Linked DNA regions of Oryza sativa: region 2 is linked to region 1. A link is a contact called in public HiCAR-type data. All regions are on one chromosome and are shown on one strand. The core of a region is the stretch at or near the end of the contact, and the rest is flanking DNA. Distances in the headings are between cores, read along the strand shown. Region 1 has its middle 8.6 kb from the start of LOC107281218. Region 2 holds the start of LOC4341430.

Evidence for each region. HiCAR-type assays count read pairs that join an accessible place to other places.
Region 2: a contact with region 1 is called in a HiCAR-type map of leaf, with 4 times the contacts expected there. The contact joins the promoter of LOC4341430 here to the enhancer-like site in region 1. A contact is called at or near these places in 8 of 15 Hi-C or Micro-C datasets (leaf, leaf mesophyll, panicle and 2 more) and 1 of 4 datasets of contacts at active chromatin or transcription factors (leaf).

Annotation. Positions count from the first base shown.
Region 1 is chr6:24,259,794-24,262,493 of ASM3414082v1, forward strand. It overlaps the pseudogene LOC107281301. Among protein-coding and RNA genes, the nearest start is that of LOC107281218, 8.6 kb to the left of the region's middle. Within about 2 kb of position 1,263, at least 14 of the 15 cell types and tissues checked have open chromatin away from gene starts, as enhancers often do. A contact at or near this core is called in leaf, panicle and seedling, where this site is marked.
Region 2 is chr6:24,299,688-24,302,387 of ASM3414082v1, forward strand. LOC4341430 reads right to left here and starts at 1,349. Exons shown (of 5, transcript XM_015785624.3): 1 at 1,182-1,349; 2 at 1-1,070. The coding sequence starts at 1,037.

The DNA.
Region 1 (2,700 bases), core at 13-2,512:
GGCTGTTTTGAGATCGGTTTTTGCCGTCGTGGCATGTTGACCTAAAGTCAAAATGGCTGAGTCAGCATGCGGATCCCACGTGTCAGTGTCATGTCCTCTTTATTCTCTCCTTTTTCTCCTTTCCCCACACGACGCCCCTGGGGCAGCAGCACCATCGACACCCTCTACTGTTTGCTCGCCTCCACAAGTTCTCCATCGACTCCATGGACACGCTCCGGTGCCGGACCGCTAGCAAACACGCGACACAACAGCCAGTCAGGCAGCGAGCGGCGATGGCCGATGGGCGGACTGAGGGAATCGAGGCGATATGGAGGCGGAGTGGATTGCGGCAATGACTAGCGATGGGCGGACTTAGGGGATTGTAGCGACGAACGGAGATGGTCGAGGGAGAGAAGGGGGTCGGTGGTGGTGTGCTTTGCAGCGGCATCGGTGGCGCTGGACTTCGTGGAGGGGAATGCTATGATCCAGTGGGTGATGGGGTCCTTCTTCATCTTCTCCAGCTACTTCATTGCGCTGTCAGTGATGCCGGCACGCCATCTCCTCAACCTCTCACCACCCTGCAGGTCATGCCATTGACGAGCTCCCTTCCCTCGAGGTCGTGCCGCCACCGCTCCATCTCAAGTCGTGCTGCCATTGCGCCTCAAGGGCAATGAGCTGTAGATCAGTGTAAGCCGCCGCTCCGTCTTGAGGGCGCACCATCGTTGTGCCTCGAGGCCGTCGCTCTGTCTTGGGTGAAGCCCCGTCGCGGATCCCTCTCATCAGCCATCACAGCTGCTCGGACTCCGCCTCGGGCCACGCTGGCACCTAGCTCTGTGCTCGTCGAAACTGCCGACCGTCCTTGCCCACTCTAGCTTGTTGGCATCGTCGTCGTCCCGACCATAGAGAAAGAGGAGAAACAAGGAGTATATAGAGAGGAAACAGTCCTGACCCATGGGTCCACATGCTATTTTTATTATTTTTGTTATTGTAATGACAAGTCAGACTCAGAGACTAAGTCAATTCGACACGTCAATGAAAACCGCCTTTAAAACCACCAAAGGAGTTATGTTGCACTGGTTTTAATAGATGATGGGTCAAAATATCTGGTTTAATAGTTGATGGGTCAAAATATTTGGTAATTTGGTTAGGGGGTATGAATCAGATTGCACCTGAAACTGAAGAAGTCAAAGTGGACTTACTTTCCAAAGGAGTCAAACATGGGGTATGAATCAGCTTTGGTGCAGGAAATATGGCCCATCTGAGCCCATAGGGAGTTCACATTTTCTTACATAATTAACTGGGTTTGGCCCAAGTAGTTATATTGATGGCTGGCTTTGTATTCCAGCAGTAGTGGGCTTCTTTAATGGCCCAAACTGTGATATTCTCGTTCGGCCAAGGGCTTCTACTAGTTTACGGAATAAGTCCACTTGCTGTCCCTCAATTTTACGTCGAATCTGTATGACATCCCTAATCCCCGATATCAGAAATTTCTACCCTTTATGTGTTCAAAACCGTGCAAAGAAGGTCCCATGGCAGTATGCATGAGTGGTTTCACTGACGTGTCATCCTAGTCAGTAACGAGAGAATAAAAAAAATATGTGAGGCCCACATGTAAGTCACACAAAAAAATATAAAAGCAAAACTTCTCTTGCACCTCTCCCCCAAGCGCATGGCGGCGACGCACACCTTTCTATCCGTCCAAGCTTTGGCAATAGGCTGAGGCTGAGGACGATGTGGCCAGCGAGGTCGAGGTTCGGCATGGGGAGGCCGAGGCCGAGGACAGTGTGGCCCATGACATCAAAGACAAGGGCAAGGAGAAGAGGGGGCATGGGAGCGGGTGGGCACGGGGAAGCTAAGGACGAGGGTGGCACGATTAGCGAGGTTGAGGCAGACGACGACTGGTTCGCACCACTGGTCACCGCCTTCGCCTCGTGTCCTCTCTCCCACCTCCCGCGCGTCGCTTGGGAGGGAAGAGTTGAGGCGGCCAACCGCCGCTAATCCCCTCTATAGTCTATGTCGCGCCCGGGAGATGGGAGCTATCGCGCCTCGTCGATGCCGCACTATGGCAGCCATTCCTCCATCGACCTCTGTTGGCTGCACTCCGGCAGCAACAAATTCGATTGACGATGACGAAGCAGCAAGAGGCATCTACCAACGGCTGCGGAGGCGAGGAATTCGGGGACTTGATGCCGGTGATCCTCTTGCTCGCGTTGAGCGCCACCGACGGCCATCACATAGCGGACAAGCTGCATGATGTAACCGGCGAAGCGGCCGGTATGGATGGTGAGCACCGTCGTCATGTTGCCATCTCCTCTAGCTCGAGCTTTTCCCCTGGTCGATCTTTATGCCGCTGATGTGGGTGCCCATGTAGGTGAGATCGGTGTGTCCCCTATGGCTTAGGTGAAGAAGGTCGGGTTGGGGTTGTAGATTGCCATGGTGATGAGTAGTGTGATGTTGGGTTCGAGCAACATGGCTAGGAAGGAGAGTGTGCGGGGACAGTCCGACGAGGCGGGTGGAGACGAGGTGGGTGGTGGGGTCGTAGATGTGGAACATAGTGAGAAAGAGGACCAGGATGAGGAGCACCACAAGGATGATGAGCATGTAGGAGTTGTTAGTATTTCTTAACAACATTACTATAAATATAATTCCCAGCAATGGCGCATAAATACTCCTGCTATATTATGGTTATAGAGTTCATCCGCAAACGCACGGATATACCAT
Region 2 (2,700 bases), core at 99-2,598, 40 kb after region 1:
CCCTTCTCCTTGTATTTCTTGTTAACTCCTCCCAATAAAGTGAACAGCTCACCTTCAATTTCAAATGCTAAAATTTGGGCCTTTTGGGTTACACTCTTCTTTTCTTCTGCTGCCCCATCATCAGTCTTTATTCTTTTAGACTCATGCTCAATCAGAGATACATCAACACCTTCATCAATATCAGATTTTCTGACTCTGTCTGGATCGGATTGAGAAATAGTTTCAGAAGCTCCAACAACGTCAGAAGACCAGCAAAGTCCATGGCCTTGCAGAAGCTCATCTAAAGTGCAAGAATTGTTATCCAGTACTTTATTTTCCAAAGGAACATGTATTGATTGCTGCTGCATATCATCACTCACCTTGATCGACATGTTTGATGCCGAATTGCTACTTAACATGTTATGTTGCCCGCTTTTCAAAGCACTAGTCTCTGTGACAGAATCAATACCAGCACCATCGGCTTGCTTGTTCTCGCTAGCAGATCCAACATGTGACACGGTTTCAACGGATTGCGGGGCACACTGTTGGTCAGAATCCATATTCAGGGCAGCAGCCAGAGTCTCTCTGAACTTTGATCTCACGGACTCAAATAATTGCGGCTGTGCCTTGGGCAGCAGTTCCTGCGCAGGACGCTTGCTACCAGCAGACCGAAAGGGCACAGACTTCAGCATCTGAACCTTCGGCGACGCTGCCATCTTCTTACCTGCTATCATAGACGGCGATGGCATCATCGCGGCCATACCAGGCAAAGCTGTCTGGACACTCAGCACCTGTTGCGGCGGCCTAAGCGACACCCTACTCAACGGCCTGGCCCCGGACCCGGAGAGGCCCAGCGCGTTGGGCCTGGGCACACCAACCTGCGCCGGCGGCTCGCTCATGGGCACGATCAGGTAGCTGCTGGCCGGCACCTGCGCGCCCCAGTTGCCATTGTAGAACACGGCCGGGTACCCAACCTGCGTAGTGTGGGTAATCGCCCCAGGCAATGTCGGCGGCGTCCCCGCCACCCGCGGCGGCTGCCCCTGCTTGGGGATCTCCATCACGGCGCCCTGCCCGTTCCCGCACCACGCCACCTAGGGGGATCCAAAACTAGGGTTACATCAGCACACGTTCGCACGCAGATAAAACCCTACCTACTCGACGTCAAACCGCAATGCGGGTTCCCGGGGGGGAGGGGGGCTCACCTCCGGTGAGGTCGAGGACGGCGGGGGAGGAGCTAGGTCCGGCGGGAAGGCGGCGGCGGGCGGGAGGAACACGGCGGAGAGAGGCGCGGAGGTGGGGGAGTGGAGGGGAGAGAAGGGTAGGGTTTGTGGGGGATTTATTTCCGCTTTTGTTGCGGCTCGATGGACTGCGCGAGCGAGCGGCGCCGCGCGGGTTGGGAGGAGGGCGGCGGCGACTGCGAGTTGCGATGCGTCGTACTCGCACGCGTGGCGTGACCTGACCGACCAGGCGGCCAGATTTCAGAATTCAGAGATAAGGAAGAAAAGGAATAAGTTCACTTCAGGTCTCTCTCTAATTTTCATCCATTAATCACAAAATCGGGTACGACGGGTCCCTCAACTTACAAAACCATATAAAAGAGGTCCCTCGGCAGTATTATGCCCAGTTTTAGATCACGTGGCTCCCTTTGACTAGGACCTCATCCCACGTGGTATTGACGTGAAGTTTATGTGGCAATTGGATCTTGGGAAAATAATAAAAAACTATGGGACCCATGTGGTCCCACATGTCAGCCTCCCTCTTCTCTCTATCCCCCCTCTCTCTCCCCTACACGGCAAAGGAGAAGGACGAGCGGCGACGCAAAGGGGGTGACAGGCGGAGCGACGGCAGGCGGCGGGCGGTGGCAGCAGTGGCGCTGCGCGTTCATCATCGCCCGCGCCGGCGGCGAATCCCACGAGCTCCGCGTCAACATTGCTAACGCCTCCTCGGCATCCGTCCTCTCTCACGTCGTCCACCGCAGCGCCGCCCTCCCGACGCTGACACTGGAGGAGCAGTTCGTGACGCTGGCGCTGCCGCCGAAGCACCCGCCGTTCGTGGAGTCGGTGCGCGGTGCGGGGTGGACATGGACGACGTGCTCTGCGCGGTGTTCCCCATCGGGTGGTTCAGCGGCGAGCTTCTACGAGCGACCGCTGCAGGGCGTGACGCTGGTGGTGGACCTCAACAAGGAGGAAAGAAGCGAAGGGTCGGCGGGAGGAAGTGGAGGGCGCGCACTCACCGGCTGGCGAGGAAGGATGGTGGACGGGGAGGAGTCAGCGTTTAGGGAGGAGCGGCTGCCCAAGGTCAGGACGGGACCGAGAGCACGAAAGGAGGGGCGGCGGCGACGTGGTCCGAGATCTGCACCGAATCAGGAAGCTGCGGCGTTGTCATCGTCCTCACCTCCAAGATGTACGCACAGATCGAGACGACCCGACGGCAGCGCACGGTTGCAGCGGCGAGGGGAAGAGGAAGGGGCCGCTGCGGGCCTCTACCCGCCAACCTCCAAGAGCCCATCACCCGTCGCCATCGAGCCCCCACTCGCCGCGTGCCTCTCCTGCCGCCCGCCACCGTCGAGCCTCCACCCATCGCGCGCCTCTCCCACCGACCGCCACTAGCCTGTCCCGCTCGAACGGCCGCTCGTAGCCGGCCGCCTCTCCCGCTGGAACGGGTGCTCATCGTCGACGGGGAGAGGTGTGTTGCTGTTGGTGGTGTGTGCGGCGGTGGAGG